Regions from separate parts of the Mus musculus genome. Here all the other regions are linked to region 1. A link is a contact called in public promoter capture Hi-C data. All regions are on one chromosome and are shown on one strand. Each heading gives the region's core, a stretch centred on a gene start, on an enhancer-like site or on the middle of the called end of the contact. The rest is flanking DNA. Distances are from core to core; before and after follow the strand shown.

Region 1 (6,424 bases), core at 2,146-4,645:
GCAGTTTGCTGAAGTCATTCTGGAGCTGACTTACAGATCATCCTTCACCAGCCTTTGAGCTCTCTTTGCTTTTCTCTCCCTGACTTCCTCCCCTACACCTTTCTTATTTGTTCAGTACCCTGCTGGGTATTGTAATGATCTATTCTCTTCTTCCATTTCCTCCATTGGACCAGAACCTCCTTGAGGGTAGGTGTTAAAGCTTGTCAACAGTCTGTTTAGAGCCTCATACAATGTGTGACCAAAAATAGTTCCTCAGTGGAGATGTGCTAAGTGAATAAATGAAAATGTCTCAGATAATTTCCTACATTCTTTGACTTTTTTTTTTTTTTTTTTGACAGAGTCTTACTGTCCCTTTTGCTGGCCTGGGGTTCTCTATGTAGACCAAGCTGGCCTTGAATGCATAGAAATATGCCTGCCTCTGCCTCTCGAGTGTTGCAATTTCCAGTGTGCACCACCATGCCTGGCTTTTTGACTCTCATACTCTTGGGTAAGGAGTAAGTCCATTTACTCACAGGCAGAAAAGGGGAAGGCAGGTTGCGATTTCCTGTGACAGCAGGACTCTTATCTGTAGACTCCTGAGTTGGCAAGTTTCTGTTTTCAGAGTCATGGTTCAATACATTCTCTGAATCCTTTTAGCCTTTCCCTTTTCCTCCATATTTTTACTCTTCTGATTTCGCTTCCAACTTAGCTATAGCTTTCGTTTTAGAGCTAAGCATAGCTTATAGGCAGATGCGAGATGAAAATGACACATTTTTCTGACTTTCCAGTCCCTGACTGTGGTGCACGAGTACAGAACGTGCCTTGGGAGGCCAATGGTGGCATATGCAAGCAGGGAGAGTTGCCTCTCTGTTGTGGCCATGGTGCACAGCTCAGAGAGCTATCAGGACAAGGATCCATTATGATAGTGAGCCCTTGGCCTTGAGAACACATTTCCATTTTTCTAGGGGAGATCTGAGGTGGTAGAGGTGGGAGGCTGATGTTGATGAGGCTTTAAAAAAGTGCTGATTTGAGTACTTGAGTTTGGAAAAAGTGGTATGGCCAAAGTCATGGTGGAAAGTAGAGTTTCCTTGCTGACATTGATTTGTAATTGTATGTGGGGTGGAGAAATTGCTCAGCTGTTAAAGTACTGACAGTTCTTTTAGAGGACCCAGGTTTGATTCCCAGCACCTACGTTGTGGCCCATACAGTGGTGGGTAATGTCAGTTCCCAGGGGTCTAGTCCCATCTTTTGGCTGTTGTGGACACTGCATGCAGGTGGCACACAGGCATGTATACAGGCAAAACACTTTACACAAAAGATAAAAATAATAAGTGAAAATTTAAAAAGTAGTTGAGTGCTGTTGGACTCAATTATATTTAGTTCTTTGCATATATCTCCTAGGGAGGAAGCTAAATAGAGGGCAAGAGAGGAAATGTCTTTTTTTTAAAAAAAGATTTATTATTTTTAAATGATATCTATGTGTATATGTGCATATCTGTATGGGGGTATGCACATGTGAATGTAGCTGCTTGCTAAGGCCAGAGGTGTCAGATCTCTCTGGAGCTGGAGTTCCAGGCAGTTGGGAGCCTCCTGATATAGGTGCTGGGAACAGAACTCAGGTCTGCAAGGCAGTGAGTGGGAGAGGGAGAGAGTGGGAGAATGGGAGAGGAGAGAGAGAGAGGGAAAAGAGGGAGAGAGAGAGAGGAGAGAGAGAGGGAGGGAGGGAGAGAGAGAGAGAGCACGCAAAATGTCTGGATTCTATAGGGAGAAGCCTCTGGGGGAAGGGCAACCCAGCCCCTGGGCTGCAAAGCTCACATTTGGGGGCAGGGTATGACAGGTCGGAACTGAGGGATGCAGGGAGAATCAGGAGGCCAGGTCTGCTTTGATATGAAAAATATGCACCTCAGTCCCTTCTCCCCAGGACCAAAACCAAACACCTGAGACCATAAAAAGCACTAGCAACAATGTCATCACTCCATGCTAATCTGCCTCTCATACCTAGACTAGAACACACATCTTATACATAGAAGTTTATATGCACCATTAGAAGTTCTATTTAGTGATTATCTCATTATCTATACTCCTCTAAGGAGGAACCCTGTCATAATAACTAATATTCTAAATGAACAGATTAGGAACTGAGGTCCAGGGAAGCCAAGCAAGCCATTCCAAGTCACACACAAAGCTGAGAGTAGCTTTTGTCTTAGGCTAAATTTGTATGATACACATTTCCAATTGAACCAAAGGGGAGGAACTCAGTATGTGGACCAAACTGGCCTCAAGCTCACAGAGATTGCCACCCCACCCAGCTGCTTATACCATGTATGTTTATGTCTTTAGCACAAGAATTTTTTAAAAAGATTTTATTTATAACGTCCCCCCTTCCCCAAAAGCCTTTAGTCCCAGCACTCTGGAGCAGAATCAGGAAAAAGCCTGGTCTTCAGAGAGTTCCAGGACAGCCAGGGCGATGCAGAGAAACCCTGTCTTGAAAACAAAAACAAATTCATGTGTATGTGTGGGTATGTTAACGCGAGTGCAGGTTCTTGTAGCGTTCAGAAGTGAGTGTTGAAGTTACAAGTGGTTTTGGACATCCTGAAGTGAAGTGAAGCCAAGTCACTCTGTAAGAGATAGCCCTCTTAACCGCTCTCTCTCCAGAAAAACCTTTTGCTGAAGGTGGCTACAGTGGTGAGATTGGGAGTCCTTAAGTACAGAGGCATTCAACAATATCAATTCAACATTTGAGCGCCTACATCTATGCTAGACGTTGGGCTAGATGACCAAGTTAGTGTTCTTCCTCAGAGTGCATCACTGTATAGGTCAGGGTCAAGACCTGTACTAAAGGTCAATCCTCCCGTGTTCCTCAGACAGGGCAGAAGTTGGTCAACTTAAACACTTGCTTGGGCGTAAACTTAACCAGCCACAAGGTTAAGGGCAGACTGTGATGGGAGATAAAGGGAGTAGAGCGCCCGGCAAGCAGCCGAGATAAAGGGGTGTGGCCGGCCGCAGCTTTTTCTCTCGGTCCTCGGCAGCCCCGAGGCCTCGGCAGCATTCGGACCCCGATCCTCTTGCAGACTGTCCCGTACTCATCCTGAACACATCCACGCTCGCCTGATCCTTCAGCGCCCTTTGTGAAATGCCCCCAATTGATAGTTCCCTACGGGCACACGTGACTCCGCGAGGACCCAGCGGTTAAGAGACATGGGGCGGTAGAGTGTCCCCAGTACCCTCACAGGAAGGGTCTCCCGGCCGGCGATGTACTCATCGCTTTCCCATCACTGCCTAAGCCGGCATCTTCTCTCCCTTTTCCTCTCAGGTTGCCTCCCACCTCCCGCGCGAGGCCCGGAGGAGGCAGGACCAGCGCTTCTGATCTCGCGAGAGTTCCCTCATAAGTCCCGCGAGACTCGCCTGCCGCTGCCGCTGCCGCCGTCGCTGCCGCCGCTGCCGCCGCCGCCTCTTACGTCTTTCCCTTTGACAAGTCGCCGCCGCTGCAGCAAAAATATAAAGGACGCGGCTAGCGCGGCCGCTGGCCAGCCGGGTGCCGGGTGCTGGAGCCGCACCCCATCGCCGCCAGCTCCCGACCCACGTACGGTAGGTAACACGTTCTCTTTCGCCATCGTGACCTCCCGAGTGTGTGATCGGCTGGCCCGGCCGAGCCGCTCGGGGCCGTTCCGGGGCCGCCCGCCGAGCGGGACTGCTGGCTCCGGGTGGACGGCGGGCGGAGGCCCGAGGAACCCCTGGCCCCCTGGAAGCCTGTTGGAAGCCGAGCCACCTGCCGGAGGGAGGGACCCGCCCCTGAATAAGCTTGCAGTCTGCGCCCCTCAGCGCCTCAGGGGTCGCGTCTGTGACCTTCTCCCCTTTATCCGCTATCGAGCGCGTCTCTCTTAGCTGGGACTGGGACTGGGGAGCGGCTCTCCCATCTCTTCCTCTTGAGGAGAGTCGCGACTCCGGTGCTCCCTGTCGCCGGCCGACTTCGGAGGGGTGGAGGTTGAGACCGTGCGTCTTTCTCCTCGTCTGCGCTTTTGGGTGGGGGCTGCTCATCCTTTCGGTAAACCTTTCTCTGAATCTCTCTTCGGATAAAATAACAATTTCTAAAGCCCTTGCTACCTGGAGCGGAGACGAGGCGACAGTTGTGTAGTCTCCAGGGTGAGAGGTGGATGGTGGTGATGACAGGAGCTAACCCTGGGAACAGTGATGGGTGGCAGGTTCCCAGGAGACACGAGGACAGAAGCTTGGTACCTACCTCTCCCAGGAGGTTATGTAAAGACGCGATGTATGTATGTATGTATGTATGTATGTACTATGCATGCATGTGTATGGTAGCTGTGAAGCACAGGGACAAAAATCTCCATTTGCGTTAGTTTTAAAAATGTGTGTAATACCTTGAAGGTGTATAGGTAATCAAGAGTGATAAATTCCAACGAATTAATAACCCATCTCCAGAGATAGCATTTCACTGTTAATATTTTGATATATTTCTAACAGACTCTTTTGTTTTTTAAGAGTACCTAGCTTGTCCTTGAATGGTACTTCCTTATTTTATGTATGTTCCCAAAATGATTTGTTTTATTTGAACCATTCCTTTGGCCCACTTGATTAAGCCGGGTTACTTGTTCATTATCATTGGCTGTTCCCAGCCGTCACCATATTTCATTGTGTCTTCTTTCAAAATGATTGTTGCTCAAATAGCTTTAAAAGTCAAACCTTAACATTGTTCTTTTTGGATATAATATCTGAGTTATTTTTATAGTTTTTCTTTTTTTGTGTGATGAGTCCTCTAAATCGGGCCGGTGTTTATATAAAGAAAAGAAAAATTAATTGCGATGAGGAGAAAGTAAGCTTCAAAGTTTTTAAAAAATTGATGGTGATGTGCCTTTGATTATATGTTTACATACCTGTGTGTTTATACAAGCAAAAGTGAATGTCCCGAGTGCTCGTATTATGCATAAATGCACGTGTCAATGCATGCTTGTCCTCTGCACTTGTAAATCTGTATATTTTAGAAATAGGTTAAAATATTTTGTCATGTAGTTTGAGAAAAAAAAACAGCATAATGTAGGACAAAGAACAGTCAATTATATTTTTCCCAAATCACATGACCGGATTGTATGGCAGGTTGGAAGCCTGGCATCTTTCAAAAGGAGGATAGATTATCAGTTGTCATTGAAATGGATGGCCTTTTAAGGCCTCTTGGAATCAGCAACTTGTATGAATTTTGCTTTCCCTAAGGTTCTTATCACTTTGCTTCTTAAATTTCTGGTCTTGCCAGTTCCTTTCAACATGGATGCATTGATTTGCTGGTTATGTATTTTCTCTGTGCAGTCGTGCTGGTGGTATATGGAGGAGAAGCAAATGCATCACATAGTCGTCTCATTAATGTAAACATGTGAAAATATTTTATTTAAATGGATAACGCATTGAAATGGATAACACGTTAGAGGAGGACGTGCTGTTTTTGGTGTTGGATTGGTTAGTAGAAGACGCATGTAATACATGGTGAAAAGTCTTGGTGTTGTGAGCAAAATGCCTGGGTTCAGTGGGCAGCTGATTTTAAAGTGGACTCTTAGACTGTAAGTGATAATGTTGATGCTGTATTTGTGATAAGGGAAAATTGTGTTAGGTAAAAAGCACACTTGTGAAACCAAACTCGAGCTTTAGGTGGAGGCAGAATGATCAAGATTTTCAGGCGTCTTGGCTATGTGAGAGAGATCAAAGCACGTGAACAAGCCCTTGAAATTTTGTAGGTAATCAACCATAAAAACAACAAACAATTATTTTTCATCATATATAAAACTTTGTCTTAGTATACCCACAAAACAGGTTGCTAGGGATACCTTCTAAATATTATCAAGATCTTGAACAGAGAATATTGGCTGAGTCATTTAAAAAGGAGATTGTAAAGTCAGCAAAGCCACTTCAGCTAGTATTTTTTTCTTTTAAACTAAAAGGAGCACAAAATAGGTACCTAATAGGTACTTTCTGATGACTTTATTTTTTTCTACTGGCCCTTAAAAATTAATGGGAATATTAAATTCCAGAGGAGATCTACCAGCAAATAAATGTGATGCTGAATCAGATGATGGCTAGGTTTATTTTTATTTTTTCTTTTTGATACAGGAGCTTGTGCATCTTAGGCTGATTTTGACTCTAGTTGAGACTGGCCATGAGCTCCTGATCCTCCTGCTACTCCAAGTACTGAGAATACTGAGGATACAGGCATGTGATACCATACTGGCTTGTTTTGTTTGTTTGGTTTTTTTGAGATGGGGGTCTTACTTTGTAGATCAGGCTGGTCTTGAACTCATAGAGATCTGACTGTCTCTGGGTCAGAGTCATTAATCCTGACCAATTTCTAGGTTTCTCGTAACTTTCTGAATATTGTTTGTTTATTTTTATTTTTTGTAAAAATACTCTCATTTTTGGCTCATTTGATTTTTTTCTTCATGAT
Region 2 (6,424 bases), core at 2,498-4,997, 1.4 Mb before region 1:
GTTAATTATTTTTAATTTGATAGCAGCAGTATAAGTATGATTTTTTTTTTTAACGAAAAAGTTCTTATGTGGGGGGGATTTGGAGGGACGGCTCAGCAGTTACGAGCACTGGCTATTCTTGCAGATGGCAGGTCGTCACCACCTGTAACTCCAGTCCCAGCGGATCTGACACACTCTGCCAGTTTCTGCAGCCTTGTCTCTCCTCTGTAAGATGGAGATGGGATCTCTTGAGCAAACTGCCTGGCTGGTGAACCAAATTGGGAGCTCTGTGCTTGACTGAGAGACTATGCCTCAAAAAGAATAAGGTGGAGAGTGACTGAAGAAGATTCCTGACATCACCCTTGGGCTTCAATTCCACATGCACTCATAAGAACATATATTCATGCATACACAGCACACACACATGTACACATGAAAATGATAAAACAGACACAATTCTTTTTGTTGTTGTTTTTTTTTTTTTTTTTTTTTTTTTTTTTTTTTGCGCTTTGTTTTTTCAAGACACGGTTTCTCTGTATAACCCTGGCTGTCCTGGAATTCACTCTGTAGACCAGGCTGGCCTCGAACTCAGAAATCTACCTGCCTCTACCTCCCAAGTGTTGGGATTAAAGGCTTGCACCACTACTGTTCGGCCAGTCATAATTCTTATATCTAGAGCTATATATCAAAATGTTTCTGGATAAAATGTTAGTTGTCTGGGATCTCCGCCAAAATATTATGCTGGGAAGAAGTAGGCTGTAAATGAAATAAGATTGAAGACTTAACAGTTGACTGGTGATTTGCTCTGCCATTCCTCCATCTTTGTGTGTGTTACTCTGTGGTCTTTTCCTTTTGGGGGGCCTAGGGGAGGGGTCTCACTGTGTATCCCTGGACTCAACATGTAAATTAGGCCATCCTGGAAACCAGAATCTGTGGGTTCTACCTCCCAGGTGCTGGGATTAAAGGTGTGTGCAGCGCCATGCTGGCTTTTTTTTTTTTTTTTTAAGATGGGGTTTCATGTAGACCAGACAGACAGACTGTCTCTGAAGTTAATGAAGTCCATCTGTAGTTGAATTTCTGATCTTCTTGCCTCCACTTCCTGAGTGCTGGGATTGCAGGAGAGTACCACCAAGCCTTATTCATGCAGGGCATGGGACCCCGGACTCTGAGCACACTAAGCAAGCACTCTACCATTGAGCTACATCTCCACCTCCAGAAAATTTCTTGACATTTTTATTTTGTTGTTGTTGGTTTTTTTGTTTTTAAAGAGAAGGTCATATCTCAGATTTCCCTAGATTTCTACTTCGGTGGAAACAGTGTGATGAAGAACTGGTAGGGCAGAAGGGGAGAGGGTGGAACTTGGGCAAGAATTAAGGGTTGTTCAGGAGGCTGGTGAGATGGCTCAGTGGGTAAGAGCATCCGACTGCTCTTCCAAAGGTCCAGAGTTCAAATCCCAACAACCACATGGTGGCTCACAACCATCCGTAATAAGATCTGACTCCCTCTTCTGGTGTGTCTGAAGACAGCTACAGTGTATTTACATATAATAAATAAATAAATAAAAAACAAGAAAACAAGAACCTCTTTTAAAAAAAAAAAGAGTTGGTCAGGGCCAGGCTAGATGCAGCGGGAAGGATGATGAGGGCTAAGGGCCAGCACTGGTGTGTAAGAGCGGGGGAAGAGTGGAAAAGGGAAATGAGCCCATGGCTCCCCCTCTCTTCCTTTCTTTGCACTTTTTCTGTCTTCACTACTTACCCTTCCTGTCTGTAGATGAAACATCTCATCTTGGGGACTTATTCAAAAAGCCATAAAATTCCAGTTCAGCTCACGAGGCACAGGAAAGAAACTACATTTTCAACAAGTGCCTCCCAAAAACTGGGTATCTAGAACTCCCTGTGAACCCCTGAGAGGGGCTCACATTTGTCACTAACCTCCATTTTACAAGCACACTATGGCCAAACCACTCCACCTTTTCAAAGCCTGTGTCACAGCAGTTCACTATTTTAAGTCAGGAAATAAGAGGTGAGATATTACAAAGCGATGTTATTTATTGGTTTCCTTTAAAGTACGTGTGGGAACATGTGGACACGGGATCCTTTGGATGGGAAAGTTAAGGCTTGAAAGCCATCTCCTTTGAATTACTCTGTCTCTTGTCATTGATGTTCTGACTTTATCGTCATTGAACAAACTTCTGATTTGGAGCCAATCATGAGGTCCCCTCTCGATGGTTCTGTCTTTTATCATCAGTTTTAACAAAATGACTTGCTGGGCGTGGTGGCACACGCCTTTAATCCCAGCACTCGGGAGGGAGAGGCAGGCAAATTTCTGAGTTCGAGGCCAGCCTGGTCTACAAAGTGAGTTCCAGGACAGCCAGGACTACACAGAGAAATCCTGTCTCAAAAAACCAAACCAAAAAAGAAAAAAAAAAAAAAAAAGACTTATTCCTTTCTACGTCACCGAAAAGCCAGCTGTTCAGCAGAACGAGGACGACGACAACAAATCTGAACACCTATCAGATCATTAAAAATGAGCAAACTAATTAACTTAAGTTTAGTCTTTAAGGTCATAAACCAGACCATGTATCTAAGCTGGCCTAGAACAGCAATCCATGGCTGAATCATCACCACAATAGAGCAACTAGACAGATAACTCCTCTGTCTGCATAGTCTTGGCCAGATCTCTCCCATTACGGCTAAGTAATCAGGCTATATATTCTTACTTACCTAGAGCCCCATAACTGTTCAAACATAGCAAGGTCTTTTGAAATATTGAAACTAGCCTGGTTGGAGAAAGATGTCCTGCAGCAAACAAAAGCTAAGTCTACAGGCCATGCGGCCTTGATATTGGTTCCCCAGAGTCTAGTGTTGGCTTTCTCTGCCACCTCTAATAGAAAGAGGAAACATTAAAGAACAACAAACACTTTCCCACGGAGCAAGTTGTGGTAAGTCAGTTCTAAGAGTTTCCCTTCCTTATCCCGCTTGCAACCCATAAGCTTAAAGAAAGCCATATGCCTAAGACTTTACAGGGAGCTCTGTGTTCTCACTTGTAATTGCTGTTGTGAAGTATTGGTCTTTGAACCATAACTACCCAGCGTTCTGTTAGCATCCGTTGAGGCCTACTACTAACTGACATTCTCCAGGCCCCTACAGCCCACAGGGTTAGCAAGTCACCTTTTGCCCACCTCACCCTCTCATCCCCGCCCAGGAACTCCCTGAGGCATATGCTATGCTAGGGACACCTGGTGGAGAGAAGCAGGCAGGGACCCTCAAAGCCTTACATGGAATCCTAAAAGCAAAACCTTCAGCACATCTCAGGCACAAAAGCAATAACTGAGTCACGCTTCTGCCGGTCTCAAAGTCAGGGTAGGGAAATAACGTGGTACTAAGATCTCAATGCAACTTAGACTCAGGGCAGCCAGGTGCTTACAGTCTGAGCACTCAGCCGGGGATTACAGTTTTTTAAGAGTAGGAAGAGCATCCTACTGTTCTGTCGGTGTGACTGAGAATTCTGAAGAAGAAAAGCAATGACAGAAATGTTAGACACTGGCCAGGGGTCTACAGGTTAATAAAAAGGCAAAGCAGAGATAAATGGAGGGAGGCACCCAGAATGGGGTAAGACAAAGGGGGAAGGGCCAGAAACCCCCCGCAGGGCTCAGCCTGGGAGGAAATTGGGGCTCCGTGGGCAAGAGACAGAGGAGGAGCACCCCCTAGCGTCCCGGGAGAGCCACAACCCAGCGCCCGTGGGCTGGAAGCCCCGCCCAGCCCACGCTATTCGCTGCCTCCGGGTTCCCTTATGTCGCACGGCCCTTAAGTTCCGGCTATGGCGCGCGGACGGAAGGTTTAAGCGGACGGACAGAGGCTGGAGATGGGCTCCGGGTAAGTCAGGGAATGTGCCTGTTGAGGGCTGTGTTTCGATGGCGGTTGGGGTTACAGGGGAAGGAGTGGAAGGAACAACACAGGGCGGGCGGCGGACCTTCTCTGAGGCCCGCGTAGGGTGGCGGTCTCAGGGGCGCTGGCTCCAGGGCCTGCGACAGGCCTGCCCTCTGTGTGGCCCGGGTCTTGTAAGCAGCAGGATTCCGCGCTTGGGGCCGTGTTTCTTCCTCCCCTGAGAGTCTTCCGTCCCTGGACCCTGAGACTTCCGTCCCCTCTTTCCCCGAGAGTTCCATACAACAAATGTTTTGGGCTCGTTTTAAAGGTAAAGGTCTATTCTTCAGTTGCAGTCTTAAGTGAACTCTGCTGCACTTCAGGCTACCCATTCAGATATTAATCATCTGAGAATTTAGAGGAATTCGTAGGGCAAGCCAGAGCGACAGAAAAGCCGACGTGTATGCACTTAGAAACTGAAGTGGAGCTTTGAGAGATTCCTGAGCGTCAAATTGCTATGAATGGGCTAATGATCCCCTTCAGAGTAGAACTATAAATGTAATTGATGGCTTTTAGAGCAGTCATGTGGCGAGGATGTATCATCAGGAGTAGACTGTCCAGGAGAAAGAAAACCCTTGGTTATCTGAAACATTGTAAAATGGTACCAATTGGAAAGGCTGAGGGCGGTGTGGGGAAATTTGATCAGAGTCAGCCCAAGTGAGAAATACATCGTGTTATCTACTAATGAGAGATCTTTTATTTTTCAGTTTTGTGGCTAAGCCCAGACTGCTTGAGTGAAACAGCCTTCAGGGACGTTCCATTCTTTCGTTTATCCCAGTGCTTACAACCCAAAAACAAAATTGGATTGCCACAAGTCGGCCACGGCTGAGGAAGTGCACTCGGGCCCTGACACAAATGCATCAGTCAGGAGAAAGAGCCAGCTTCTCAGGTGTCTTCAGAGAAGGCCAGACTGACAGCTGCGGTCACCCATTGCAGTGCTAGCAGCAATTTCATGGACTGGAAGTGCTTGTTGGTACTTGATCCAGAAAACTGTTTCTCAATCTCTTAAGAGGTGAGGGCGTGATCATCAGCTTTAAAAACCATAAAGGCTTCCGTGCATAAATGTGACCCACAAGAGCTGGATAAACTGCACCTGAGCAGAAGTGCAGGACTCCCTGGTGGCTCTGCTTAAATAAGAAAGTGTATTTTTGTGTACAGAGTTAAAATTTACAATGTATTTTCCTAATGAATTAATGTATGTTGTATTAGGGGTAGTTCATTGGTTATGTTGAGATTTTGATGAGCACCTGCTGTGTGCCAGATGTAAACCTGAGTAGACATTAGGAAGCAAAGTCTTTTTAAAATTTTATTATTTTTTTATTTTTTTTTTGGTTTTTCGGGACAGGGTTTCTCTGTGTAGCCCTGACTGTCCTGGAACTCACCCTGTAGACCAGGCTGGCCTCGATCTCAGAAATCCGCCTGCCTCTGCCTCCCGAGTGCTGGGATTAAAAGTGTGCGCCACCACTGCCCAATATGAAGCAAACTCTTATTGTGATCCTTGCCCTTAGTGACCTCATTTAATACAGTTCTGAACTCACTTTTCCTAGGCAGCATGGACCTAGGAAAATGCTAGTATGTAGCAAAACAGGGCAGTAATGCTTGGGGGTGGGGGGTGTCGGGGGTGGTGAGGTCATGTCATCTCCCAGAAGAGTGAATATGTTTAACACATTGTTTAATGAGACAGAGAGAGGGATACATATTTAATTTTTCCTTAGGGGCTGGAGTGGTTCCGTGGTTAAGAGCACTTCTGGAGACCCTGAGTTGAGTTCCCAGCACCCACATTAGGCAGCTCACAACCACCTGTCCAACTCTAGGGACTCTAACACCCTCTTCTGGCCTCTGAGGGCACCTGCTCATGTATGGCAGGCGCTCACACAGATACATACACTGAATAAAAAATGAAATTTTCTTTTAATTTTCTTTCCTACTGTCTAACATTTTGGACTGGTAAAGAGAGTCTGAAAAGTAAAACTTTTTTCTCTGGGTTAACTTCATTGGTATTTGATACATGAGCTGTTACAATATGTGAGATGTATCTATGGCCAATATGTGGTTAAAAAAAAGGCTTTTCCTGTTTGATCTGCTCTTACATATAACATTGTTGCCATGAACTAGTATGTGCTGAGTTCCCAACAACCTACTTACAAAGGAATTGCAGACTGTCACACAGTTACAGTTGGACATGTACTGAAGGGCAGTGCCTGTTGTTAAATTAGAGAACACTACATTTTGAATCTGTTGCATCTACCCTAATTCTAGATGATGTATGCAATGTGATTTTTTTTTTCCTATTTTGGTCCTTTGAGACAGGGTTTCATATAGCTCAGACTGGCCTCAAACACCTTACATAGCTAGGAATGACCTTGGGCTGACTCTCCACCTTGCTAGGGCAGAGATTATAGGCATGCACCTCTGTTTTTTGAGACAGAGTCTTACTATATAGCCTTGGCTATCTTAGCGCTCACTATGAAATCCAAACTGGCCTTGAATTCACAAATCTGTGTCTTGGGTACTTGGATTAA
Region 3 (6,424 bases), core at 1,547-4,046, 1.1 Mb before region 1:
GTAAGCCTTTCAAAGGATCAACAGCTGGAATACACTTTCCAAGACATCCTAAGTGGTCTGGGATGTGGCTTAGAAGTAGACTTCAGCCAGAGGAAACCCTGGGTCCACTCCCCAGCCCTCCTAGAGAAAGCAGTGTTGAGTGCTGAAGTGTAGATATACAGCGGTCAGCATGAACGTACAGGTGTGGGGTAGTTCTGGGCTGGCCTCAGAAATGTCTACCAGTGGTAACTCAAGTTCATAAAAATGAACTAGAACCAGAAATGATAAGATGAACATAACAAAACTGTAAGTATATACTCACTGTTGTTCTCTCTCTGATTCATTGGTATTTTTTATTTTTAGAAGAACTGTAAGGACTGGAGAGATGGCTCAGTGGTTAAGAGCACTGACTTCTCTTCCAGGGGTCCTGAGTTCAATTCCCAGCAACCACATAGTGGCTCACAACCATCTCTAATGGAATCAGATGCCCTCCTCTGGTATGTCTGAAGATAGCAGCAGTGTACTCACATACATTAAATAAATAAATATTAAAAAGAAAAAAACTGTAAAGCCCTTTCTGTTTTCTTACGTGTATGGGTGTTTTGCCTATACGTATGATCAAGTACCACATGCATGCCTCGTGCCTGAAGATACAAGAAGACAGCATTAGATTGTCTGGGACAGCAGTTACAGAGGGTTGTGAGCTGCCAAGGGGGTGCTGGGAATTGAACCTAGATCCTCTGGGAGAGCAGCCACTAACGACTGAACCATATCCCCTAACCTAACCACATCTCCAGCTCCTTTATTTTTAATTATGTGTCTCCACAGAGCTAACATGTACTCCACATGTGAGGGCACTGCCCATGGAGGACAGAGGTGTTAGAGTCCATGGAAGTGGAGCCACTGGCTGTTGTAAGCCTCCAGATGTGGGTGCTGGGAACTGAGTTCAGGTCTTCTGGAAGATCAGGAAGCTTTTTAAATCACTGAGCCATCTCTCTGGTCCTTCATTCATTTTTTTAAAGATTTATTTATGTTTGTGAGTACACTGTAGCTGTCTTCAGACACACCAGAACAGGGCATTGGATCCTATTACAGATGGTTGTGAGCCACCATGTGGTTGCTGGGAGTTGAACTCAGGACCTCTGGAAGAAGAGTCAGTGGGTTTTTTTTTTTTGTTTTTGTTTTTGTTTTTTAAACGGTATTTTTTTTTAATTAGGTATTTTCCTCATTTATGAGTCAGTGTTCTTAACCACTGAGCCATCATCTCTCCATCTCATTAATATTCTTTAAAAGTACATTTATTATACTTATGTGGCAGGAGAGGTGGTGAGAAGGTTTTCTCAGAGTGAGGGTCATGCGATATGCCTCAGACATGCAGCAGGTACCTTAGGGTTCCAGATGCTCCATGGGGCCCTAGGGGCCCCAGGACTTGGGGTGCTGGAGGGGTTTTATTTGAGGTCATAGGCTCTCAGACATTTTGGTGATTCCAAATCAGCCCAGGCCTTACAACAACCATTACCATTTGGACTCCTGGGGGTGGTTTGCATCATTGTTTGGCCTGGGAAGCTCTCTAGGGTCTGAGAATATAGTTCTGCCTGTCTTCCCTCCCGAAGTCTGAGGAGCACAGGGCCAGGTCCCATTCGGATGCCCAAGAAGGGGGTGATTTCTCAGAGAGCAGAGCCAGTGTGTGTGTATGTTTATTTATCTAATTAATGGTTGTTTTTGTTTTTGTTTTTGTAAAGTTTTGTTTTGGGGTTTGTTTTTGTTTTTTTTGAGACAGGGTTTCTCTGTGTAGCCCTTGCTGTCCTGGGATTTGATCTGTAGACCAGGCTGGACTTGAACTCAGAGATATGCCTGCCTTTGCTTCTGGTGTGCTGGGACTAAAGGCGTGAGCCACCACCTCTCAGCACGTGTGGGGTCTTTAAAGGGGACTTTTAGTCTAACAATTCAGCACTGGTCTTAGATTTCTATGTGACCAGAAGGCCAAGTGCTTTTTTTCTAGTGAGGTCTTGAAGAAGAAGAGGTAAAGGGAATCTGTTCTTACATTTTTTATTTTATTTTATTTATTTATTTTGGTTTTTCAAGACAGGGTTTCTCTGTATAGTCCTGGCTGTCCTGGAACTCACTTTGTAGACCAGGCTGGCCTCGAACTCAGAAATCCTCCTGCCTTTATTTTAATTTTTTAATGTATTTATTTTATGTATGTGAGTACACTGTAGCTGTACAGATGGTTGTGAGCCTTCATGTGGCTGTTGGGAATTGAATTTTTATTTAGGACCACTGCTTGCTCTGGTCAACCCTGCTCGCTCAGTCCCTGCTTGTTCCGGCCCAAAGATTTATTTATTATACATAAGTGCACTGTAGCTGTCTTCAAACGAATTAGAAGAGGGAGTCAGATCTCATTACCAGTGGTTGTGAACCACCATGTGGTTGCTGGGATTTGAACTCAGGACATTCAGAAGAGCAGTCAGTGCTCTTACCCGCTGAGCCATCTCACCAGCCCTACATTTATTTATTTTGTGTATACGTTCACATGTGGGCACACTTGAGCCTTGGTGCAGGTGTGGAAGTCATAGGACAAATTGCTAGAGTCACTTAGCTCCTAACATATGGGATCCTGGGATAGAACTCAGGTCGTGAGGACGGACAGCAAGTGCCTTTACTCGACCAGTTGCTGAGTCATCTTGGGGTCCGGTCTTTTCCCTTCGGCAGGGTTAGGTCATTGTTCTCCCAGTGCCTGTTTTCCCGACTTCCTGTTAGAGGCCTTCGAAGGAGGAGGATCCTGGGAAATCTGAGGTCAGACATTTGAGCAATTCAGAGAATTGCGGAGGCTGTAAGGTAGAGAGGAAGGTCTTTGGGTCGGCTACAGTGTCTTGAGAAAGTATTGTGTCACTCCGACCTTCAGTTTTCCCTGGGTATCAAGTGGCTTCTTGTGTGCAACGTGTCAGCTCCAGAGGAAACCGATTTATTCAACAGGTGGCAATTCCCAAGGTGAGCGAGGCTGGCTCAACCCGTGGAGCCAGGACAAAGACAATTCCCCGGGGCGGGTCCCGGGGCGGTTTCCACTTGGGGCGGTGGCGAGGATGACTAGCAGCCGCATTGGGCACCTTTGCCCAGCACCCGGGGCAGCTGGGATCCTCCGGGACCTGTGGGCGGGCGCGAGCTGAGCAAGGGCGCGGGAAGGGGCGGGCCTGGGCCGGGTGGGCGGAGCGGCGTGAGAGCGGCGGGCGGGGAGGTAGGCGGTGGCTGCTGGCAGTGTGGGGCGGCCAGGACTGATCGGCCGGGTCCCCGGGGTACTACCCACGCCGGGTGCAATAGCGACAACTCCATACCGGGGACTCCGGGACTGGCGGGACCCGAGAGGCGACTCTCCCAGATCCCGTGTTTCCCCGCACTGAGCGACCGTGCCCAGTGTCCTGCAGAGGACGCTCGCCGGCGCGTTCTCACCAATGTCAATTTGTCACCCCTTTGCCTAGCTCCACCCCCCGGGCTGGAAAACCTGGCAGCAGACGGTCTACGGTCCCCCGGGCCCAGGCCCCGCGCTGCCCCTCCTTGTCTCCTCCCGGCCACGCGCTACGAGCCCGGGATGCAGCTCTCCAACAGGGCAGCAGCCAGGGAGGCAGCGAGCCGCGACGTGCTGGCTGCGGACCTCCGCTGCAGCCTCTTCGCCTCGGCGCTGCAGAGCTACAAGCGGGACTCGGTGCTGCGGCCCTTCCCCGCCTCCTACGCCCGCCACGACTGTAAGGACTTCGAGGCCCTGGTGAGTCCGTCCTGATCCACCGTTGCTCGCTGCATCCTGGGCCAAGTGGCCCTGTGGAACGGCAGGCAGGAGCAGCTCCACCCGTGTTAGAAAACACGCCAATTCCCTGGACTTCCCACCCAGCCTGGCCTTGGGGAAGGTTCCCATCAGCAAGAACACTCCTAAACACCCTCGTGCAGACACACTGCCAGGTCATTCGGTGGCTGCTTCCTTTTGTCAGTGACTTAATCCCAGGAGTGATGGAATAGCTACATAGTCCTCCACAAAACGCTCTAGTGTGGCCCTAAAGGGGCGTTGATCTGAACCAGCTGTTCTGCCTAGATAAGAAGTTGTCCCTCCCTCTGCAACTAGTTAGACTTTGCCCTTCAGATGAAGTTACATATTAACAGTACTTATATAAACTGCCACGCAGTGCACATAGGCGTTGTTACTTTCTGATGATTTATAATTCGGAGTGCTGGGATGGATTACAGGTTTCAGCACTTCGCATGACCCATACATAAATCATATAATTTCTTTAAGAGTTAGGGTATTCCAGATGTCAGTTATCATTGTAATCCAAATATTTGGAATTATCTGGAAAGATATAGCTTGCCAAAATTGACTCAGTGAAGAAAATAGAAAGTCTCCAGTAGTGGTGGTGTACACCCACAATCTCAGCTCTCAGAAGGATGAGGCCGGAGCACAAATTTGAGGCTAGCCTGGGCTATAAAAAGAAACAAGCAAACAAACCTTTGCGCCTACCTGCGTCAGTGGCAAGTTCTATTTCAAATACAGGAGTAATACATGATTACAGTTTCATAGAAATTCTTCCAAAATACTGAAAATGTAGTTAGATATGGTGGTAGACAAACATCTGTAATCCCAGCCCCTGGAAGGTGGAATCATTCAATTAATAGTTCAAGGTCAGCCTCAGCAATAAATCGAGTTTCTGTACAGCCTGGATTACATAAAACTATCTTGAGCAAAACAAGAAAGCAGGAAAGAAAAAGAGTTTGGAATATCCTTGGTATTAAATCTGATAAAGATAATACAAGGAAAGGAAATTATTGAGCAATTCCATCCCCGAGTATAAATGCAAAAATCCAGGGCTTGGGTGATGGCTCAGAAGTTATGAGCACTGGCTGCCCTTCCAGAGGACACAGGTTCAATTCCTGGCACAAACATGGTGGTTCACAACCATCTAAATCCAGTTCCGGTCTCTTCTGAACTCTGCCAGCACCAGGAATGCACATGGTACACAGGCATATATCCGGGCAAAACACCCATTTGCATTAAAAATGTATTGTTTTAAAAAATACAAAACTCACCACAAAATACTAGGACCCCCAACACAACCTGTAATACAAGGTAATTCATTATCACTGGGTTAAGTCCGTGCCAGGAATGCATCACGTTTTCTATGTTAGGAAGTCAGCTAATGTAACCAGCCATGTTATCTGATGAGAGAAATGTTCAGAATGGCCACCGAGTATCTCCCACCATCTCTGGCTTCTCTCTTTGCTTTCATTCCTTGGAGTTCAAGCAACAAACAAAGGCGGGCCATCTGGCTCCACCTGGCCCTTACCATCCTAGCCGTGAGTTGAGGATCTCTCAAGGCTTAATTAACCACAGTGCCTCTGCAGGTCCGTGTACAGGAAGTGGGAGGAAACAAGCAACCCGACTTCCGTCCTGCTTTCTTCTGCAAGCTCCTGTTCACTCTTTTGAGTTTGTGGTGTAAGGGACTTGAGCACAAAAGATGCATACGTTTGACAACAGATGCCTATAGGTCAAGTGACTTCAAAGGCTAATTTTCAAAGAAGATGAAGTCCAGTCTGCATTTCACTTTCTGGATCATTTTGTGGCTGGAGAAAGAAACTTGGGAAGCTGTTTTTAACAATCTCTCATTTCTCTGGCTGAAAGCCTTCGAGAAATGATGTGAGCGTCTGCCACTTCTGGCCACTTGCAATTACTTCCTCCACCTACCTAGGTGTTATTACAGGTGCAGTAGCTTTGAACAATTAGTGCCCTGGTGCTAGAGAACCCTTTGATGAACCAAGTCCCTAGCAGATAGGCGTGGTCTGGTCTTATCCTGCCACGGTCCCCAAAGCCCTCAACTATCTCTTAGATGCCTTGTTTTGAGAACATTTCTACCCGACCAGTTCTTTGGTTCTTACACTGAGAATTCTTTGTGTTCTCTGGGCCTGGCCTGGGAGGCACGCACCCTGATTTGAGGCATGTAATTGAGTATGTGCTGGCTGCCCAGGCTGAGAGTCTCTGACCTTGTTCCTTGGCACACGGGTTGCATAAGCCCTTGTCAGGCCAGAGGATCTCTAGCCCTCTTGGGATTTCCTGGCCCTTTGACTTTTATCTCCAAACCTACACTGTCATTTGACCACAGACCTTGACACTGGCTGTCACGGCTGTTAAGCCTTTACTTGCTTTCTTCCTTTAGAAAATACCGTACGGTGGTTTTCTGTTGGTCCACAGACCCTTGTGGAGGTGGGAGGTGACTGGTGGTGGCTTCTCTGAACTGACTCCAGGGCTAACTGTGCTCAGGGTGTTTGTATCTAAATCAAACCAATGTCCCAGTCAGCAGCACCTTGGGGCTTGCTAGAATCGCAGCCACAGACAGGAGCTGCTGAGCCAGAGCTCAGGGTAAAAGTGCTTGCTGCATGGGCTGAGGACTTGAGTTTGATCTCTGGA
Region 4 (6,424 bases), core at 1,292-3,791, 1.0 Mb before region 1:
AGTAGTTTTTTAAATTCTAGATTTAGTGAACAAGGTGGCGGTGGTACATGACTTTAATCTCCCCCAGGAACAAAATGATCAAACAGAAGTATAAATTCATTTTATGGGATCCTGTCAGGAATAATACTAATAAAACACAGATAGATAAATCTCCAGTTCTGATAGCACACTGTGCTTTCTGAGCCTCCTTGTGAGTGCACTCCTGGATTAGTGAACACACACACACACACACACACACACACAACTCTTTTAGTATGTGAATTAGTGATAACTGAGATTTCAGAAGGTGGATTAAGGGATAAAAATGGTGTGGTTCTAAAAGGGAAAATGCACTGCAGCTTTGTAAGATGTTGCAAGTTGGGAAACCAGGATAAAGGACACGCAGGCTCCTTTGTATTGTTTCTTACAGCTGAATGTGAGTCTTAAGTTTATACCAAAGAAGTTTAACTTTTTTAACTAATAAGATGGAAGGATTTCCCTTTACAATTCTGGCTTATAGCCATTAGTCAGTTTTCTTTCTTTCTTTCTTTCTTTCTTTCTTTCTTTCTTTCTTTCTTTCCTTCTTCCTTTCTTCCTTCCTTACCTTTCCCTTCTTTCCTTCCTTCCTTCCTTCTTTTCTTTTAAAACATGACACCCTGGAGCCAGGCAGTGGTGGCTCATGCCTTGAATCTCAGCACTGGGGAGGCAGAGGCAGACAGATCTCTTTGAGTTCGAGACCAGCTGGGTCTAGGGAACCAGTTCCAGAACAGCCAGAAGATCAAAGCAAATCAAAGATATTGAAAGAAAGATGAAATTTCAAGACCTGTATGTCATATAAAGTACTCAGAAATTGCTGGTTGTTTGTGAGCCTAGAGGCTGCCTGGGGCTGAGAAAAAAGAAAAACAAACCCGGGCATGCCCCATAGTTAAAACATTCCTGGGAACAGCTTGACCATAAAGATAAAGAGGAATGTGAGGACATAACAGGGCTATCTGAACTGAGTCAACAACTCATAGAACTCTGACATCCTGCACGTACATGTAATTTTTCTGCTGATGTTTGAATAAGCCAATAGCATGTCGCTATGCTGAATTCCACACCCCTAAGCTCCTTACCCCATAAAAACCCCTAGCTTTCGAGCCTGTGGCCAACATCCGTTATCTCCTGTGTGGGATGCATGTTGGTCCGGAACCCCATCATTAAACTACCTTGTGTGTTTACATCAAAGACGGTCTATTCGTGATTTTTTGGGTTTTGGGTGCACACCAAATCGGGAATTGAGTGGGGGTTTCCCCACTAGGTTCTATCAATATGACATATGGACACTGTAACATCTATCTCTCCAAGACCACCTAGCTTCTCTTTGTGTTTCTGTGTTTTACACCCTGCATTCTTTCGACCCCCAGCAGACATACTGCAAATCACTAGTACCTGCTGCTTCCATCCTGTGTTCCTCTCATAACTTTTTGTTGTCTTTCAGATCTTAGCCGGAGCTTCAGACCGTGTCTCTAGTCCCTCTAGAACGTTAACAATCATCAGGATTTCTGAATTCAAGACTGAATTGGAGAGGCCAAACCTACTCCATCTTGGGACCAGCCTCCATCTTCAAGAAAAGAAAAAAGCAGAACTCAAGCTGCACCAAAATACCAGAAAGGACCCCATGGCTTGTCCTTGGCCAGAGTTAATCCCTAGCTACTTCCTAGCAACAGTTAATCAAAGATTAGTTTGATTGTTTCAGATGTACTTTCAAACTGTTTGTGATCAAATGCACGATTCAGGGCACCCAACTATTGGCTTATAGTCATTCTATTAGATGCTTGCCAGACTGGACAACCCCTCCCTCGCTTTGAAAGAACCTAGTGGGGAAACCCCCACTCAATTTCCATTCGGAGCGCACCCAAGAATCACGAACAGACAACCATCTTGATGTAAAAGCATGAGGTAGTTTAATGACGGAGCTCCGGGCCGACATATATCTCCCTCAGGAGACAGAGGTGTCGACCACATGGTGGAGCCATAATGGCAGAGCTCCGGTTCGAAACGTATCTCACACAGGAGACAGTGGTTTCGACTCTGACGCTTGGAAGCTAGGGATTTTTATAGAAAAGGGATGGGGCTGGGGGAGGAATTGGCGAGGTTTCACATGATTGGTTCATTTAAACATCAACAGACTGTCAGAAGGGCGGGAGATAGGGGGGCATGTCCTGGCCTGTTCTGCTATGTTCTCAGCCCCAGGTTTCAAAGCTCACAAACAACTCTTTGGGCTATTTGACATAAATTACATGAATCACATGTCTCAAGTTTTATTTCCTTTCAGCTTTTATTTTTCTATAAAAACTTGTTCTACTGAGGGTTCAGGGCTGCTCCGCCTTCTCTTTCTGTCCTGCTGTGTTAAGGTCGATTTGGAGGAGAGCCCGAGCCTGAGCCCGAAATAAACCCTAACATCGGAGACGGATCCTTGGTGGTTTGGGAAGGTTCAAGCTTCCTGGCACGACAAACCAAGGTCCTGCACTACGCCTCGCTTCCGGGAAGTGAGTCAAGCACCGGTCGCACGTTATACACGTCACTTCCTCCTGGAACCCGGATAAAGAAGTTCCCAGATTACTGTCACTGCTCCCAACCGCTGCACTACAGACATGGCTCTGCCACCTTTTTTCGCCCAGAGCCGTCAGGGACCTCCCCCTCCGCAGCCACCGCCTTCCGCTCCATTCGGCTGTCCGCCCCCGCCGCTGCCCTCTCCGGCTTTCCCGCCGCCCCTTCCCCAGCGACCCGGCCCCTTCCCGGGGGCTTCCGCCCCCTTCCTCCAGCCTCCGCTGGCCCTGCAGCCCCGCGCGCCAGCCGAGGCCTCCCGCGGCGGTGGCGGTGGCGGCGCCTTCTTCCCGGTGCCACCCCCACCGCTGCCGCCGCCGCCGCCGCAGTGCCGGCCCTTCCCGGGGCCCGACGCCGTCGAGCGTCCACGGCCACCGCCTCCAGGTCCCGGGCCGCCCTGGAGCCCGCGCTGGGCGGAGGCGCCGCCGCCGCCCGACGTGCTCGGAGACGCGGCCCTGCAGCGCCTGCGTGATCGGCAGTGGCTGGAGGCGGTGTTCGGGAACCCCCGGCGGCCCGGTGGCCTCCGGACCCCGCGCACACCCGCCGGGCCCAGCCTGGGTGAAGTCCGCGCGCGGTTGCGTTCCGCTTTGCGTTTGGTGCGGCGGCTACGCAGCTTGGGGCAGTCCCTGCGCGAGGCTGAGGCCGACGGAGCAGCCTGGGCCTCCCTGCACGCTCAGGCGGCGCCACTACGAGCGGAGCTAGCGGAGCGGCTGCAGCCGCTGGCCCAGGCCGCCTATGTGGGCGAGGCGCGACGGAGGCTGGAGAGGGTCCGGCGCCGCCGGCTGCGGCTTCGTGAGAGGGCCCGGGATCGGGAGGCTGAGCGGGAGGCGGAGGCCGCGCAGGCCACGGAACGGGAGCAGGAGATTGACCGCTGGAGGGTGAAGTGCGTGCAGGAAGTGGAGGAAAAGAAGCGGGTGAGAACCAGTATGCGCTCGGTGGTTGGAGCTGTGGTGTCTGGAACTCGAATCTGCGTGCTAGTTAACTTGTATGCTTATCCGCGAAAGCTAGCCTTTGCCACTTCTTTGCTCTGTATTCCTTGTTGACGATGTGTGGTGCATAAAACTCTAGAATTTGGACTATAAAGTCCCTTAAACACGCGACAGGTTTACACTGGTGCATTTCTGGGAGGACACACCTCTTGTGTCCTGCTTCAAAGTTGGATCCACTTACTGAAGATGCAGAGCAGTATCTTTTATACTGTCCTAAAGCATGCAAATGTAGAGGACTTGGACCACACCTAGAAACCTTTATAACATAATTGGCTGATGAGGTTGATAATAGTTCTCTCCCGGGTTCATTTGTTTTGGTTTGATACTATGAATACCAGTGTATCCGGTGGAGTGGGTCTGTCTGGATCAGGTGTTTCCAGGTACTTGGCCTCTTACTCAAATGATTGAATTAAGGACTCACACAAAATTGTAAAAATAGCAGGAAAACTATATTCAAAAACAATGCAGTAAGTAGCAAGTGCAGATTAGAAAGGAAAACACTGTCAACAGATTGGCAGCCACAAGGCCCATGAGATACTCCGGTTATTTTTGGAGAGTGTGCATAGCCCGGTCCCACTGGTCTCTCAGGTTGCTGTGCTGTTTTGTCCATGCCTTCCTTACCCCTGTTCAGTACTCATATCTATAGTAGACACTACACTAGTGTCCTGCACACAATCCCGAGGAATTCATTACCCTAATTTTACAGACTGAGACTTAAAGCAGCTAACTTGACAGCAGTCACACAAGCCTGTATACCAATATTACCTCAGATTTAGTCCCAAGTTGTATGACTTCAAAGCTTGTCTGTCTCATGTTCTTCAGTAGAACCCGGGAGAAAGTAGGATTTGCCAAGTGTAGGTTGAAGACATCCTCATTTCCTTTGAATGCTATTACTATTGTTATTGTTGTTTCAGAGTTATTTATTTTGGGTTTTGTGATTGTTTTGCCTGTGTGTGTATGTGCACTGCATATGTGCCTCCTGCCTATGGGGTCAGAAGAGGACATTGGATCCCCTGGAACTAGAGTTACAGATGGTGATGAACCATCTGTATGGGTGCTGGGAATTGAACCCTGGTCCTTTGTAAGAGTCACAAGTGCTCTTAATTGCAGACCCATTATTCTAGTTTATATATATGTTAGTTTTATTTATATATACATATATTTGTTAGTTTTTGAAAATATAATTACATAATTTCCCCCATTCTCTTTCTTCCCTCCAGCCTCTCAATGCATCTCCCTTGTTCTCTCTCAAGTTCATGGCCTCTCTTTCTTTACTTATTGTTACATGTATACATAAATACAACCTGACTAGTACATTTAATGTTACTTGTATGTATATGATTTCAGGGCTGACCACTAATAATGAATTGAGGTGCTCATCCCTGGGGAAAACGGTTTCTCTTGCTCTCGGCGTTTCCCAGTTGCCCATAGTTGGCTGAGGGTCTTGGAGCTGCTCCACTTCTGTGCTAGCATGTCTGTTGGTTTTCAGGTGTTGTTGTTTCTGTGCTAGCATGTCTGTTGGTGGTTTTCAGGTGTTGTTGTTTCTGTGCTAGCATGTCTGTTGGTTTTCAGGTGTTGTTGTTTCTGTGCTAGCATGTCTGTTGGTGGTTTTCAGGTGTTGTTGTTTCTGTGCTAGCATGTCTGTTGGTGGGTTTCAGGTGTTGTTGTTTCTGTGCTAGCATGTCTGTTGGTGGGTTTCAGGTGTTGTTGTTTCTGTGCTAGCATGTCTATTGGTGGTTTTCAGGTGTTGTTGTTTCTGTGCTAGCATGTCTATTGGTGGTTTTCAGGTGTTGTTGTTTCTGTGCTAGCATGTCTGTTGGTGGTTTTCAGGTGTTGTTGTTTCTGTGCTAGCATGTCTGTTGGTGGGTTTCAGGTGTTGTTGTTTCTGTGCTAGCATGTCTGTTGGTGGGTTTCAGGTGTTGTTGTTTCTGTGCTAGCATGTCTGTTGGTGGGTTTCAGGTGTTGTTGTTTCTGTGCTAGCATGTCTATTGGTGGTTTTCAGGTGTTGTTGTTTCTGTGCTAGCATGTCTGTTGGTGGTTTTCAGGTGGTGTTGTTTCTGTGCTAGCATGTCTGTTGGTGGTTTTCAGGTGTTGTTGTTTCTGTGCTAGCATGTCTGTTGGTGGTTTTCAGGTGTTGTTGAGACAGTGCTGAGGGCCCTTCTGCCCTTCCTACTTTGTACAGTCAGCAAGCACTCATTTTAGGTAGGGTTTCTAGTGCTGGGATAAAATGCCATGAGCAAAAGCAACTTGAAGATAAGGGTTCATCTCACTTCCACATCCACATCCCAGTGTATCATTAAAGCCAGTCAGGGCAGGAACCTGGAGGCAGGAGCTGACACAGAGGCCATGGAGAAATGTTGCTTGCTAGCTTGCTCTCCATGGTTTGCTCAGGTGCTTTCTTATATGCCTAGTACCACCTGCCCAAGGGTAGAATCACCCACAGTTTTACTGGGCCCTCCCACATCAGTCACTAATTAAGAAAATGCACCATAGGTTTGCCCAGTGGCCGCTCTGGTGGTGGAGCTGGGGATGGCTTCTCAATTGAGTTTCCTTCTTCCCAAAGGACTCTAGCTTGTGTTAAGTTGACATAAAACTAGCCAGCACAATCTCCCTTTTTCCAGTGTCTACCACTGCCCTATAGGCCAATATGGCATTGCTGGAAAGTGTATTGATAGATTTAGCATTGTACCTCAGGAATGTCAGCACAAGGGAGGCAATACTTTAGTCTGAAAAAATTTAGTCGCCGGGCAGTGGTGGCACATGCCTTTAATCCCAGTAATTGGGAGGCAGAGGCAGGGAGATTTCTGAGTTTGAGGCCAGCCTGGTCTACAGAGTGAGTTCCAGGACAGCCAGAGCTACACAAACAA

What was found. Promoter capture Hi-C pulls out the DNA fragments that hold promoters and counts their contacts.
Region 2: a promoter capture Hi-C map of liver shows a contact between it and region 1, with 4 times the contacts expected there. The contact joins the promoter of Ints14 here to the promoter of Herc1 in region 1. A contact is called at or near these places in 3 of 39 promoter capture datasets (erythroid cells, liver and pre-B cells).
Region 3: a promoter capture Hi-C map of erythroid cells shows a contact between it and region 1, with 9 times the contacts expected there. The contact joins the promoter of Parp16 here to the promoter of Herc1 in region 1. A contact is called at or near these places in 2 of 39 promoter capture datasets (cranial neural crest and erythroid cells) and 1 of 115 datasets of contacts at active chromatin or transcription factors (pancreatic cancer cells).
Region 4: a contact with region 1 is called in a promoter capture Hi-C map of liver, with 6 times the contacts expected there. The contact joins the promoter of Pdcd7 here to the promoter of Herc1 in region 1. A contact is called at or near these places in 6 of 39 promoter capture datasets (cranial neural crest, hippocampal neurons, liver and 2 more).

The regions. Positions count from the first base shown.
Region 1 is chr9:66,347,055-66,353,478 of GRCm38.p6, forward strand. Herc1 (HECT and RLD domain containing E3 ubiquitin protein ligase family member 1) reads left to right here and starts at 3,396. Exons shown (of 78, transcript NM_145617.3): 1 at 3,396-3,567. Gm30447 reads right to left here. Exons shown (of 2, transcript XM_006511600.4): 1 at 3,567-6,424; 2 at 3,271-3,464. The coding sequence starts at 4,017. The coding sequence ends at 3,289.
Region 2 is chr9:64,957,085-64,963,508 of GRCm38.p6, forward strand. It overlaps Ints14 (integrator complex subunit 14), which reads left to right and starts at 3,748. Exons shown (of 13, transcript NM_001077631.2): 1 at 3,748-3,854; 2 at 4,610-4,914.
Region 3 is chr9:65,211,894-65,218,317 of GRCm38.p6, forward strand. Parp16 (poly (ADP-ribose) polymerase family, member 16) reads left to right here and starts at 2,797. Exons shown (of 7, transcript NM_177460.4): 1 at 2,797-2,970; 2 at 3,456-3,739. The coding sequence starts at 3,566. It overlaps Gm40527 (a long non-coding RNA gene), which reads left to right. Exons shown (of 3, transcript XR_870869.2): 3 at 343-542.
Region 4 is chr9:65,343,527-65,349,950 of GRCm38.p6, forward strand. It overlaps Pdcd7 (programmed cell death 7), which reads left to right and starts at 2,542. Exons shown (of 5, transcript NM_016688.2): 1 at 2,542-3,482. The coding sequence starts at 2,616.